Linked DNA regions of Sus scrofa: region 2 is linked to region 1. Evidence: chromatin contacts called from public Hi-C data. All regions are on one chromosome and are shown on one strand. Each heading gives the region's core, a stretch centred on a gene start, on an enhancer-like site or on the middle of the called end of the contact. The rest is flanking DNA. Distances are from core to core; before and after follow the strand shown. Region 1 has its middle 16 kb from the start of FKBP4. Region 2 holds the start of SLC6A12 (sodium- and chloride-dependent betaine transporter).

Region 1 (7,672 bases), core at 1,469-3,968:
TCATGTACTTATATGCCACTTTGTGTATCTTCTTGGGCGTTCATATCTTCTACCTACTTAAAAAATTCAGATTGTCTTTGTCTTGATAGATAAGAGGTAGGGATGTGTGTGTGTGTGTGTGTGTGTGTGTGTGTGTGTGTGTGTGTGGCACTGTGGTAAACTAAATAATGGCCCGCCAAAGATGTCCATTTCCTAATCTCCAGAATCTATGAATATGTTACCCAGGATCTTGAGTTGGGGAAATTATCCTGGTGGGACCAGTGTAACTGCAAGGGTCTTTCTGAGAGGGAGGTGGGAGGGTCAGCATCAGAGATGAAGATGTGACAATGCCCTGGGGCCATAAGCCAAGGCATATGGGCCATCTCTGGAAGCTGCAAAAGGCAGGGGACCAAATTCTCCCTGGAGCCTCCAGAAGGAACACAGCCCTGATGCCACCTTGATTTTAGCCCCATGAGACTGATTTTGGACTTCTGACCTCCACGACTGTAAGAAAATAAATTTGTATTATTTTCAGCTTCCAAGTTTTGAGGCAATTGGCCACAGCAGCAGTGGACAGGCACTCAGTGTTTCTTGAGCGATTGGAAGCTGGCTTTTCTGCCTCTGCGGCCAGTGTAGTTTGTTTCTGCCCCATTGTTCTGAGCGGAGGGGGCAGGGGGCCATGTTGGTGGCAACAGGAGCTGCCCAAGGTGGGCACAAGCATTTGGGCACAGAAGCAGATGAGCCTTGGGTGGCACTGAATGTTGAGGAGTGGGAGACGACAGGATTGGGTGGAGAGTACTAGATTTGGGAAGCAGACGAACTTAGGCTCGAGATGGTAAGAAGCCACTTTGCTGTTGGAGCATTTAGGCCATTTATCAGAGGATGGGGGTGGACTGGGATGAAACCAGCATCTGGGAAAACATCTCTCTGCAGCCCTCTCACTCAGTTCTGATGGGAAGGCAAACCTGGCCTGCTGCTTGTGTTACTTTTGAACAGTGGTCCACAGTTCTGCAAACCAAGCTGATGCTGTTGAGGGGTGGGAGTCTGGAAGGTCAAGCCCACCTCATCCCTTAGAGACTCTCTGCCCATTGGGCTGCCCAGCATCAGTCTCCTCCAACCTGGTGCTGGCCTCACTGCTGACCTTTTGCGATGCTGGTCAGCACTTCGATGTATCACTCTGCCCAGGCACAGGGTTTATCGAAGGGGGGCAAAGGGGACCAAGCACACTGGTGACCGGGAGCTGGCAAGGTAAAGTGAGCCGCTGAGTTCCTTGCTGTCCCTGCCCTGGCCCAGCTCTCTCTCTGAGAATGTGGGCTGGCTGGCCAGCTGCTTCTCTGAATGAGAACTCCAGCCCTGGGACGCAGGATGCCTCAGACCCCTGGACACGGGATGTTCTTTTCTTTGCTACTTCTCCCTGGCCTAGGGCAGTTCAAATCCAGCCTCCCTCAGGAAGCCTTCCCGGATAGCTCCCCCTGACTGAAAGCCCTTACTTTCTACACTGCACATTTTCAGGGCTCAGGGACTGCCCATTTATGCTTTCACTACTCCGCCTGTGGTCCTCTACTCATTCTGCCTTCCAGTGAGATGACAAGCTTCTTGAGGACAGGGTGCGATCTTTCCTCATTGGTGTCATGTCTCACTAAACTTATTGTAAACCACTGGAGGGCAGGTATTTCACCTGGAGACAGTGTGTATGGTGGTTCAGTAAACTCTTCAGGGAAAGGAGGGGTGGACTGGAGCTAATGAGTGACGAGGAGGACTTTTTCTGAAGCTCAGAAGACTTGAAAATGGCATGTTCTTTCTAGTGGGGTGGATTCCTAAATTTAGGGCAAACCTATCAGGAAGCTCAATTTTTTACACTGTAAGAAGATGGGCCTTAGGGCCTTAGTCCCTTTTGCTTTTTAAATGTAGTCTCCTCCCAATATTTCAATAGACATCAGATATTTGCTGAGTATCTTGTATGATAAAAATGAAGGGCTCCAAGATAAACAGTGTTTCTCTGCAGGTGGCTAACATCCTCGTGTCTGTCACTCACAAACCGCTATTTCCACTCCAAACTCCTTCCGCAAATCCATTTCCTGTGTTAGGTGTTAGTCCCTTTTCCGTGTATCAAAATATAGATGATTAGACCTGCAGCCTCACAGGTGTCTGTGGTTGTGCTTCTCCTCGCCAGGAGGGGGCGCACGATGTCGCATGACGTGCGAAAGGGCACAGGGGAGGGGAGAGGAAGGAGGAGGGTTAAGGGGGAGGGAAGAGGTAAGGTTGAGAGGAGGGGCTGGGGGGAGGGAGAGGAGGGGTGGGGCGCCGGAGGATCCTAATTCCCAGGACACCAGGGACAACTTGCGACCAGTAGGAAGCTGAGTCAGAATCGGGAGAAGCTAGTCGTCAGATTCAGTCTTTTTATACAGAAGAACCAAACACATGTTTTACAACGATGGAGGAAAAAATTAGGAGTAACCTACAAAAATAAATGAAAGCAGCCGTAATAGTAGCAATGACAACGACAGGACGGGTTGAGAAACAAATACGATGTAATCCAAAGACTTTGCAGTTTAGTGGGGGAAGGCTGGCCCACCTTGTTCTGCACCCTGGCTGCACAGACATGGGTGCCGCCAACCCCTCAGCCCAATTTGTCTCTTTAAACGGCTAGGCAGTTTCCCCACCCTCCATCACCTCCTTTTTCTACCTCCCCTTTCCTCTTTTTTGGGCAAAGGAGGGGAGGGAAGATGTTTGTGGTTCGGACAATGCCCCTCATGGCCAGGAGAGGGCAGCAGTCACCCCCATCTTTCAGGTGCACACGCCACGCGATCCAGGATTTGCGTCATTTTTCCAAAGGTCACCGAGTGCCCACTAGGTGGCAGGTTCTACGTTGGACTCCGGGGGTGCAAAGCTGACTCCCCGCTCTGAAGCGGTCAGGGGTCTAAAAGAGTGAGTCAGCCAGGGAAACAAAGTGCGGGAAAGTGGGGGGGAAGCGCTCAGGCAGATGGAGCTTCAGGGGACTGCGTGTGGATTCCCAAGGAGAGGTGGGGTGAGAAGGGGTATCAAAAGAAGCCTCATAGGAGAAGATGTCTTGAAAGAGAATAGGGGAGTTCCCATCATGGCCCACAGTGTTTAACGAATCCGACCAGGAACCATGAGGTTGTGGGTTCAACCCCTGGCCTTGCTCAGTGGGTTAAGGATCCGGTGTTGCTATGAGCTGTGGTGTAGGTCGCAGACGAGGCTCGGATCCCGAGTTGCTGTGGCTGTGGTGTAGGCGGGTGGCTACAGCTCCGATTAGACCCCTAGCCTGGGAACCTCCATATGCCACAGGTGCGGCCCTAGAAAAGACAAAAGGACACACACACAGAAAAAGAAAGAGAATAGGGTTTTGCAGTGGACACGGCCAGGAAGCATCCCAGGCAGGGGAACCGAGGTGAGCCTGACTTTCCATGGCCAGCTCAGCTTGAGCAAAGGGTGCTGGGAGGAACAGGAAGAATCGAAAGCTGGGGCCATGAAGGGCTTTTTGGCTGCCATGTGGGAAGCTTGTACCAGGGCTGTGGAGGAAACGGGAAGCCATCACAGGGGCTTAACTGGGTGAATAACACAGATTCACACTTTTTTTTTTTTTTTTTTTGTCTTCTTAGGGCTGCACCTGTGGCATATGGAAGTTCCCAGACTAGGGATCAAATCAGAGCTATAGCTGCCAGCCTACACCACAGCCACAGCAACTCCAGATCCAAGCCACATCAGTGACCTATGCTGCAGCTTGTGGCAACACCAGATCTTTAACCCACTGAGCAAGGCCAGAGATTGAACCAGTTTCCTCATGGATACTAGTTGGGTTTGTTTTTTTTTTTTTTTTTTTGCCTTTTCTAGGGCTGCTTCCCAAGGCATATGGAGGTTCCCAGGCTAGGGGTCTAATCGGAGCTGTAGCCACCCGCCTACACCAGAGCCACAGCAACACGGGATCCGAGCCACATCTGCAACCTACACCACAGCTCATGGCAAAGCCAGATCCTTAACCCACTGAGCAAGGCCAGGGATCGAACCCGAAACCTCATGGTTCCTAGTCGGATTCATTAACCACTGCGCCACGACAGGAACTCCGACTAGTTGGGTTCTTAACCCAATAAGCCACAACAGGAACTCCTTCATCAGCATTTTATTTTTTAATTTTTTTGTTTGTTTGGTCTTTTGTCTTTTTAGGGCCACACCCGAGGGATATAGAGGTTCCCAGGCTAGGGGTCTAATCGGAGTTACAGCTGCAGGCCTACACCACAGCCACAGCAACACCAGATTCTTAACCCACTGAGCAAGGCCATGGATGGAACCCGAGTCCTCATGGATGCTAGTCAGGTTCGTTAACCACTGATCTACCACGGGAACTCCTCACTTAGCTTTTTTGATCTAGGGCTTTCTCCTTTCATCTTTTTTTCTCCCTTGCAATTTATTTATTGAGGAAACCGAGTTGTTTCCCCATATTTTGGGTTTTGCTAATTGTATTCTCATGACATTTCACATGTGCCTGGTGTTTCTCTGGTTTCTGTATTTACTGTAAATTAGTGCAGTATAAAGGTTTGATTAGCTTCAGGTTAGATAAGGAGGGGGCAACAGAGATTATGCTAGATTCTTCCAGTAGGAGGTAGATAATGTCTGATTGTGGGTTGAAAAATGGTGTTATTATTATATCATTCCTTCTTCATTTACTAACTGGCAGACTTCTACAAAGAGATACTGCCCCGTATAAATAGTTTGTTACCCAGCAGTGGTACAGTTTATATAGAAAAGTTTGGATAATTGCTTGATTTGTTCTTTTATTTATCATTTTCCAAAATAACTGGTTGTTTCATATCCTTTAATGGCGACTTTTTGTTTTGTTTTTGTCTTTTAGCCTTTTTCTAGGGCCGCTCCTGAGGCATATGGAGATTCCCAGGCTAGGGGTCTAATTGGAGCCATAGCCATCAGCCTACACCATAGCCACAGCAACGCAGGATCCAAGCCGAGTCTGCGGCCTACACCACAGCTCACAGCAACACCGGATCCTTAACCCACTGAGCAAGGCCAGAGATCGAACCCGCAACCTCATGATTCCTAGTTGGATTCGTTAACCACTGCGTCATGACGGGAACTCCCTTTTTTTTTTTTTAAAGAATCATTACAGGAGTTCTCTCAGAGCCATAATTCAATCAGCAGCATCTCTGGAGTGCTGGGACAAAGGTTCCATCCCTGGCCGGGCACAGCCAGTTAAGGATCTGGCGTGACCAAAGCTTCAGTGTGGGTCATGGCTGAGGCTTGGATCTGATTGCCAGCCCGTGAACTCCATATGCCATAGGGAGGCCAGAAAAGAAAAGAATCATTATGAACTCAGAGGCGTAAACATAATTGATGTATTTCAATCCATTGCAATTATTATCTCTATTAATGCCACAAAATGTCCTGTCTTTGGACGGAAGTCCTTCCAAATAGCCTCTTGAGATCTGTTGACACCATCTTAATCGCCATGTCCTGATATTTTTTTTTTTTTTTTTTTTTTTTTTGTCTTTTTAGGGCTGAATCCATGGCATATGGAGGTTCCCAGGCTAGGGGTGGAATCGGAGCCATAGCTTCCCGCCCATGCCACAGCCACAGTAACAGATCTGAGCCATGTGTGTGACGTACACCACAGCTCACAGCAACACCGGATCCTTAACCCACTGAGTGAGGCCAAGGATGGAACCCCGAGTCCGCATGGATACTAATCAGGTTCGTTACCTCACTGAGCCACAACGGAACTCCTGCTGTATTGTTATTTATAAGAAATATATGTTTGGTCATTCAAATGCCCAAAATGTATTTCTTATACATGTAGTTTAGGTCTTTATCCAAGGTTATTGAATCACAGCTCCCAAAACTCTTGGAATTCCCTGAGTGATGGAGCTATGAGAGCATTTTATGTCGTAATATTTGTCCTTAACTCCTGAAATTACTTCAGGGCCATAAAGGTGAAAGGGGTGCCTTGTTATTCATAATAAGCTCCTTTCCACCGCACTTGGGCTTATGTTAATGAGATGACTTTAGGGATGGGGACTTGTGGCCAGTGGAACCGCCCAGCTGATTACAGGGTTGGAATTTTCAGTCGCAGACCTCGGAGGAGGGGAGAAGGGCTGGAAGGGGAAATCAGTCACCAGTGGCTGAGGATTTAGTCAGTCGTGCCTACGCGATGAAGCCTCCATAAACCCCCAAAAGGGTGGGGTCTAGAGAGCTCCTGGCCTGGTGAGCAGGTGGAGATGCTGGGAGCGGGGAGCACCCAGAGGGCCCGGAAGCTCTGCACCCCTCCCCAAACGCTTCCCTGAGCCATCTCTTCATCCTGCTGTTCCTGAGTTACCTCCTTTTACAGAAACTAGTGCCGTGGCTGGTACGATGCTTCCCTGAGTTCCATGAGTGGCTCCAGCGAATCAACCAAGCCCAGTGAGGAATCTCTATTTGTAGCCAGTTGGTCAGAGTACAGATAAAGGCCTGGGCTTGTGACTGGCGCGTCTGAAGGGTGGGGGGCAGGGATAGTCCTGTGGGAGGGGGCCCTTAACCCATGGAATCTGATGCTGTCTCTAGGTGGATTCTGTCAGAATGGCCTTAAATTGTAGGACACCCCGCTGGTGTCCCAAGAAGTGCTCGGTGTTGAGGAGGTGGCAGACCCCCTCTAGGTTGGAAATTGAGTGCTCAGAGCATCGAGAGACGAGACGCATAGTCTTTGTTCAGTTCGTTGCTGTCAGAGTGGCAGTAAGTTCCCAGCTCCTGTTTCGTATTTCTGGCTCAGACCTGGAGTCAGCACTTTCTCTAGGAAGTCTTGGTTTCTCCAGTTGTATTTGGAGATCACAGTCTTAGTGCCAGGGGTAAATATCATCATAAAACAAACATTCTGTGCATACTATAACGTTCACCTATTTTGTATACAATTTAATGATAGTGTATCTACAGAGCTGTGCAACCATCACCATATCTATTTATAGAACATTTCTGTCACTCCGCAAAGAATCTCATACCCTTTAGAGTCGCTCATTGTCCCTCCAGAACACTAACTATGTTCTGTCTGTAGATTTGCCTGTTCTGGACATTTCACTGAAGGGGAGTCATGCGATCTGTGTTCTTTGGGGTCTGGCTTCTCTCGTGGAGCGTGATGTTGTTCCGCTTCGTAGCCGCTGGAGCTCAGGTCAGCGCTTCCTTCCTCTTTGTCGTTGAACAATCTCCTTGCACTGTGCCATGTGCACTCATCAGGCAATGGGCAGCGTTTCCACCTTTGGCGGCAATGGAGAAGGCTGTTGTGAACATTTACCTACAAGTCTTCACGTGGACCTGTGTGTTCATCGCCCCTGGGTTGATCACGTGACATGAAATGGCCAGTTTGTGGTAATTCTTTACTTAACATTTGAGAAACTGTCATACTATTTTCCAAGCAAGTGGCCGCATTATGTTACATTCCCACCAGCAATGGATGAGGATTTTAATTTCTTTACATTTTTGCCCAAACTTATCATGTGCTTTATTGGCTGTAGTCATTCCAGTGAGCAGGGAGAGATAGCTCACTGTAGTTTTGACTTGTATTTTTCTAGTGACTGAGATGGTGAGTGCTTTTCTTAAATGCTTACTGATCACTAATCATCTTTGGAGAAATGTCCGCTTAAATCCTTTGCCAAGGGAGTTCCCTCCGTGGCTCAGTTGGTTAATGAACCCTACAAAG
Region 2 (7,318 bases), core at 2,959-5,458, 240 kb after region 1:
CTTCTGTCCTGAGAGCAGGAGGGGGTCTGGGTGGCAGAAGTGGTCACAGAGGGATCCTCTCTTGGGGATCCCACCAGATCCGAGTGGTGCCCTCGAAGGAGACCCAGAAGTGACTGCCCATCACAGCAGGTCACTGTCCTTCCTGACTCACTGCCTTCCTGAAGAGTGGCCACTCAGCTTTGCCCTGTCCCTCTCGTGGGCCACTTATCAGCTGCCCGGAAACACACGCATGCCTGCAGTGCTTTACCTGGAAGCCTAGTTTGGCTCCCCTCCCCACCCTCTGCCTGAGGCCACCTCCGCCTTTGTTTCAGGAGCTGCCAAGAGGAGGTGCCCAGGCGGCAGAGGGAGGCGCCCACCCACGCCCCTCGCCTGTGCCTCCACCTCCCAGGGACACTGGGGAATCAGAGTGACCAGAAGCTACCGAGGGTTCTGCTCCTCCAAGGCACTAGAGAAACACAAGGGATTCTTTTTATTAGAAGAAGAGTCTGTGTTTACTTGTTGGTCCTTTTAACCCAGGCAACAGCCCAAGCCCAAGTCAGTTAGAAAGGTGTGGCAGGGCCATCCGAGGTTATGGAAATTTTTGAAGGTGACTTGGAGGGTGCAGATTATCCCAGGAATGGGACAGCATGTGGGGGTGAAATTCTGGTCCTGGGACCTACTCGGAGGCTTCCATGACCCCGGCTCAGCCCAGGAGGGAAGATGAGGAGAGAGGCAGCCAGTGGAAGCAAAGGCCGAAGGCTCCAAGACAAGGGAAGAGAGAAGAAGAAGGGAAAGGAAGAGAGCTCCAGGTCCACAGGGAGTGGCCAAACCCCATGGGCCACTGTGATTGACAACCAAGCCTCAGGTGCAAAGAACAGGGCAGTCTGGCCCCAGGGGAAGAGCTGGTGACACCTGAACCAACTGCAGACCAAGTTGCTGCAGAATTGAGGCTGGGGCACCCTGAGGAATGGCCCCCGAATTATTACTGAATGAATGAACAGATGAATGGACTCAAAAACATGGACGAAGAAGCATCAGACAGACCCCAGGTCTGATTGAGACAAAGCCAATAATCATAGAAGTTGACATTTGAGTCAGCACTGTGCTCAAAACATAGACATCTTTACCTGCATTAAGTTTCATCTTCATAAAAAATCTTTGAAGTAGAAGTTGCTATCAACTCCATTTTATAAAAGAGGAAATGAACTCAGAGAGATAAAGGAACAGGACCAGACACCCCCAGTGCTCAGTAAACTATTTTTGAATGGCTGGAATAAACTTACCCGGACAGAGAGTGAGGAGCTGAGCCTCGACGTTGCTGTGTGGCTTTAGACAAATCACACCACCTCTCTGGGCTTTACATCTCCCTGAAAGAGAGAGTGGCTCCCGCTCAACTGGGGTGTTGGGAGGGCAGGGGATGCAAATGAGACCCATAAAAGACCTCGCCAAGCCGTAGGGTAGCTCAGCTTGAGGCCCCAAACATTTGGCCAATCGGGCAGCCAGGAGACAAATGTCACAGTCCCCAGACCAGAGGCAGTTATTTCAGGGCCAAGTTGTCCCCAGCAGCTGGAGGTTGGGAGCCCTGTCTAGGGAAGGAGTAAATGAAGGGAAAACCAGAGCGGAGCACAAGATGGCAGGCAAATCCCAGAGCCCAGGGTGGGCTCAGGATTTGGGAGAAGAAAACACAGATGAATTGACCCTGATGGGACAAGTTTTGTTTACTGTTGGCTTTTTGTTTTTTAAAGATTATTGAGAGGAGCATGATTTATGAGTAAGAACGAAAAACCGGAATGGCAGAATGAAAGCAAGAGCATGTGAGAAGGAAAGCTGGCCCAGAGCCATGGCAAGTCAAAGGGAAAAAGGCTTAAACTGCAGCAAGCAGGATTCAAGTTAGACCCAAGGAAGAAATTTCCAGGAGGATGTTAGACATAAAAACAAGCCATATCTCCTTTTGGGGGGTTATTTTCAAAAGCCAAAAGGACAGCATCCTACAGTCCTGCCACCCTGAGGTCCCCGTCTGTCCCTGGCCTGTTCGCTGGGAACACTTAAACAAAAGCATCATCCACAATCAAGATGACTTCTGGAAATCTCCTGCTTCCCAAGGGTCAACCCCAGCTCTGTCGCCTCTCCAGCCCCTGGCATCACCTGCCAAAGCTGCCACCTGCTCTCTAAGCTAGGGCAGGGTCGGGGGCATGGGTGAGGCCTCACCACCGTGCCCTCCAGAAGACACCTACAGCCATGCTGGGCCCAGTGCTGCCTGTGAAGAAAATCTTCAAGAGGCTGCCAAGTCCAAAATTAACCATGTTCAGGAGCTGGGGACATAGAGGCCTGGCCAGTGTCCAGCAGAGGAGGAGACACAGGTGGAAGTGCAGCCCCCCAAGTGTGGCTGGGGTGCCAGCGACATTCCATCATATCCCCACCCCCACCAGGGTTGGCCCAGCCTCTGACCTGGGGGAGCAGCCACCCCAGCCCCCTGATCAGCCCACACCCACATACCAGCTCCCACTTCTGTACACACGCTGGTGCCGTTCCCGTCACGTCTCCTTGCACACACATACCTGTGTGTATGGCACCAAGACCTGACCCCCGTTCAGTCCTTCACACCCCGTAGGCCACCTGGATCGGCTGCTGGTTGCCCTCCTGGGACACAAGCCCGCCCCTGTCGCCCACTGGACCCCAGAGTTCCCAGCAGCTTCCTCCTCCTGGGAGCCTGCTTGGCTGGAGGCAAGAGTCCCTCCCTCTGATCAGTTGCCGCTTCCTTCCCACCTGCTGGACCGTCTCCCACCACCACCCTGGCCCCCTGCCATCAGGTGATCACCCCTCTCTCACCCACGCTCCGTGGCCAGCCCCCCATCTACCAACTTTCCTGCCACCCAGGCTTGTCCCTGAGCAAATCAGATGCTGGAGATGGTGAGGGGGAGCTGGGGTGACACCCTTGTCCTAAGATTCCCAAAACACCAGACTTTTCGCAGCTCAAACACATGGTTCCACCCAGCCCTCCCCCAGGTTTCTGGGGCGGGATCTGGCCCGCTCTTCCCGCCCTTCCCGCTCACCTCGTCCTGGACTCCTGGGCTCTGCTCAGCCTTGAACCTCGTCCCAGGGCCCCCCGGGGGAGACTGCACCCTCCTGTTGCTCCCAGCTCAGAATCCAGTCGTGATCCTGGGACCCTCAGACCGACAGCAGCGTGTGTGTGTGTGTGTGTGTGTGTGTGTGTGGTGTGTGTGTGCGGCGGTGCGGCGCGCGTGCCAGCCGGTGTGTTGGGAAGTGAAGGGGCAGAGAAATACCACAAGCAACAGAAGGGACTGAGGTCAAAATTTTGTGAGCCAGGATTACAACATCCAACCCCAGGAAGTCCTCTGTCCCAGGCCCCCTCCCACGCCTCCCTCCGGCAGCACCCCACCCCCCACCCCCTGTGGATGCTGCCCCAGGTCGACCCCTCCAGCTGGGCTCAGCCTCGCACCCGCCTCCCCTCCCTTCTCCTCCTTCAACCCTGTTCCCTTCCCCCTCTCACCTCGGCTCCTTATCCTTCCAGGGAGGAGACGATGGGCAGGGCAAGGTCTCTCTCTCTCACCAGGGCAGCAGGACAGGCGCCCCCAGCTCCCAAGCTTGAAACTGAGATCTGGGGAGGGGAGCTGGCCTCGCTGACGAGGGCAGGGGAGGAGGTGAATCACGAGCTGGAGTTTTCCACCGAGTACCTGCCCCTGTGGTTTCAAGGCAGAGCTCTGGACCTTCACAACCACAACCCTTTTCCTTGGGATTTTCCTAGAGAAAGTGCCCAGAGCACACCCCCAGAAGCACAATCTAGAAAGGATACTGGTTTGCAGGCAGACAGAGCTGAGTCTGACCTCCCTCTGTCATTTACTGGTCAGCCAGGCAAGCATCTGAGCCCTGTTTCCCAACTTGTAAAGCGTGGGTAACACACCCACTTCACAGACCTGCTGTGAGGGCTAAAGGCAAGGTGGGACATGGCTTAGGGTGCTGCTGGTGCCTCAGGGGACTTGGTGGTGTTGGCTGCGAGTCTTCTGAAGCAAGGGCTGGGATGGTGGAGGGTCCAGTCTCAGGCAGGAAGCCCACGGCTGGAACATCCCACTGCCTGGCAGCCATCAGTGGCGAGTTGGTATTTGTGGAACAAGTGTCTGTCTCCCCTCCATGTGCCCAGTCCTCACTGCTGTTCCTGAGAGGTCTTCACAGCGCTGGACAGGACGGCCCTTGGCCACTCATTCAGAACAGCCAATGCCTCCTTCCGGACAACAGCGGGCTGCTTCAGCCCCGGCTGCTGTGGGGGAGGGTTGCGGGGAGAAAGGGAAATTTCCCTTTGCCTCTGCTTCCCCTTCGCATTTTCGACCTTCCCGGCAGGGCCGGGGTGTGAAGTGAGAGTCTCAGCCTGTAGTTTTCCATCGAGCAGCCCCCCCCACTCAGCATCCCTCCGGCCCCCACTTGGCACCTCCTGTGGGCCCCCCGTGGAGAGGAAGCCAGGGCAACCTCAGTTCTCAGACCCCTGGTGTCTTCGGGTGGCTGGGGGTGGGCGGAGCCGGGGAGGGTGCAGCTCCGCAGAGGCAGAGGCGTTTCCCCTGCACTCAGCTGGGATGCGGTGACTGCTCGCTGCCATGCCCTGACCCTTCACGCCGGGCCTACCGTGTGTCAACCACGCAGCCCGCTGCGAGGGGACACCAAAGTCAACGTGACCACCTGGTTGCAGCTACTCCAGGACAAAAGGCCCAGTCTCTGTGGGAGGGGGAGCGGGCGGGAAGAAAATCAGGCTGGGCAGAGGATGCGTTTCCTGGTTCAGTCATTCTTTTGAAAATGTTACTTCGTGCCTACAGTGTGTAGGCTTTCTGCAGGACTTTCTGTAATAAGGGATTACCTGTGTCATCTCTTCTTCACTTCACAGGACAGAGCTGCCCTGCTAGACCTGGCTTCCCTGTAACTCCCATCCCCCCCTTACTCAAGCCCACCCAACCCACTGGGCATTCAGAACAATTGGTAAACCCCTGGAGGCAGGAGACCCCTGTCTTTGCAAAAGGTAGGAATCCCTAAGTTACCTGGAAACCCTACCTGGGCTGGGCTGCTTCTATGTTGGGAAGGGTCCAGAGTCAAGATGAAATATGCTTAAATGAATCTGTTATCATGCTGCAGTGAAAACCACTGAATGTTCTCCTCACCACGGCCATCTTCTAACCCACACCTGCTTTTAGAGGGCCTGGCATGGCACTAGTTCCTGAGCATCTAACTCAGGCAAGTGCTTTACATGTTACCCCAGCTTGTCCTCACAAGACCTTGAAATGTAGGAATTATTAGCCCATTTTACAGATAAGAAAATTGGGATGAATAGAAGCTAATGATGTGTCCTAAGACCATATACTAGTAAATGAGGGAGCTGGGATTTGAAGCTGGGCTGGGCCTCTCGGCTCCAAAAATCCACACTCATTCCACTGCAGCATACTGGTTTCCAGACTCTGACTATCTAAAGGGTCACATTTCATAGTTCTTTGTTTCTGCCTCTAGCATTCAATACAGTGCTGGCTCAGAGTAGGCACCCAATGGATGTATGGAAGGATGAATGGAAAGAAGGAAGGAAGGAAGGAAAGAAGGGAAGGGGGGAGGAAAGGAAGGAAAGATAGATGAATGGATGGTTGGATGGAAGAATGGATGGATGGATGGATGGATGGATGGATGGATGGATGGATGCAGCTTGAGGGAAAAAATGATCCCGGTCTTCCCTCTTCTGGGAGGGCATTGCTCTCCCAGAATCAGGGGAAAGATCAGGGCTTGGAGGACTCAGGTCTTGCTTTTCTTGGACAAAACTGCTGGTGCTGAGCAGGACCCTTGGGCCAGAGCATGCAGGATATTTTAGCTCCTCTCTCTTGCCTCCTAGGAAAAATGCTTAGGTCAGAAATGTGTAGCCTTCTTTCTGGGGTCCAATACAGCCTGATGCCTGGGGCTGGGAAAGCCAGAGAGGCAGCAAGAGGTGTCTAAGCTCTTTCTGGGCTTTTCTGTTTCACTGACAGCCCAGTGTGGGGCAGGGGGGAGTAGGGTCGTGGAGAATAGGATGAATTTGCTTGAAATATGTCCACAAACCCAAGTGTAGGTGGGGTGTACAGTATCATCTCTGCAGAAAATGAAGACCCGAATTCCACAAAGAAACCAGCAGGTCCACAGCAGGTGAGGACTAGAACCCATACCTCCTGATCCTGGTTCACATTGTCCTGACATTAACAAAGCTGTCAATCTCCACAACTGACCGGCCCACCTCCCTGGCCGCCCAGGGTCTCGCAACTTCGGTCAGATGGTGAGAGAGACATATCTCACCCTCAGAACAGCCTTCCCAGACCCCCTGAACTAGATCATCCTTCCCACACCCACTTGTTTTTTCTCAGAGCCTGCGCTCTTCTCTCATAGCATTTGTCCTTCAAGAGATGCATCTGTTTTTGCTCCTGTGGGTCCTGAGCACAGCACAGCATCAGGAAGCAAGTGCACCGCACATGCTCTCAGACGTGTGGGGATGCCAGGTGTGGTACCTCCAGTTCCTGCCTGTTTCTCCAGCAGACTTATTTCTCCCATCTTAGGACCCTCTTGAGCCTGGCACCCTGGAGGGGGGGGATGGGAGTGCACAGCCAGTCACTGTCCAGGAAGGAGCCGCCAGGACTGACACACAGTAGGGCTGCTGTCATTGATTTTTATAAACTCTCCCAACAACAAAGAATCAAAACCCAAAGACTTCAGGCAAAGCCTTCAGTGCACGTTCCCACTACCTGACAAGTAAACTAAGAAAATCACCCAGGGAATACTGTGCAGCTCGGTCTGCAGTTCTAAGAATCCCCCTCCCGGGAACAGCCCTGGAAGAAGAGCCATCTGAACAGAGAACCTCCACGGGTCGGGGAGAAATGCGCTGTGTGCCCGCATTCCCCACGCCCCCCTCCACACACGTTCCCGGAGAGAGGCGCTGCAGGGCCGAGGCCACGTCCATTGTCCCGAGGGCGCAAAGGCTCTGCCTTCCACCTGTCTCCTGTCAGGCGATCCAAGCGCCCAGGCCCTGCAGCCCAGCGGAGGTTGCCGCGGTGCCACCCCTCGTGGCGGCGTCAGAGTCCATCCTGCTGGCCGAGCTGCGCGGTGATGGTCCCGGAGAAGGTGCTCCCTCTGCTGGCCGAGCCGGGTAGTGCCCCGCTCTGCCAGAGCTTCGCGGACCTGCCGCCTGGGGCCAGCGGTCGCCGCTGTCGCTCTCTCGCGCCCCTAGCACCAAGCCCTGGGCGCGCACACACACCGTTTTGGCGGCTGGGGTCAGACAAGGACACGGCAAGGGAAATCGGGCGGGAAGAAGCTCACCATCGTTTCCTCCCTC

The links. A called contact is a pair of places that touch in the nucleus more often than the background predicts.
Region 2: a Hi-C map of retroperitoneal adipose tissue shows a contact between it and region 1, with 2.5 times the contacts expected there. The contact joins the promoter of SLC6A12 here to the enhancer-like site in region 1. A contact is called at or near these places in 1 of 5 promoter capture datasets (liver) and 6 of 47 Hi-C or Micro-C datasets (embryonic fibroblasts, liver, mesenteric adipose tissue and 3 more).

The regions. Positions count from the first base shown.
Region 1 is chr5:67,334,258-67,341,929 of Sscrofa11.1, forward strand. No RefSeq gene overlaps it. Among named protein-coding and RNA genes, the nearest start is that of FKBP4, 16 kb to the left of the region's middle. Within about 2 kb of position 2,719, at least 26 of the 83 cell types and tissues checked have an H3K27ac peak or open chromatin away from gene starts, as enhancers often do. A contact at or near this core is called in liver and retroperitoneal adipose tissue, where this site is marked.
Region 2 is chr5:67,569,650-67,576,967 of Sscrofa11.1, forward strand. SLC6A12 (sodium- and chloride-dependent betaine transporter) reads right to left here and starts at 4,209. Exons shown (of 17, transcript XM_021092481.1): 1 at 3,915-4,209; 2 at 3,033-3,620; 3 at 1,263-1,346. It overlaps SLC6A13 (sodium- and chloride-dependent GABA transporter 2), which reads right to left. Exons shown (of 18, transcript XM_005664093.3): 18 at 4,500-7,318.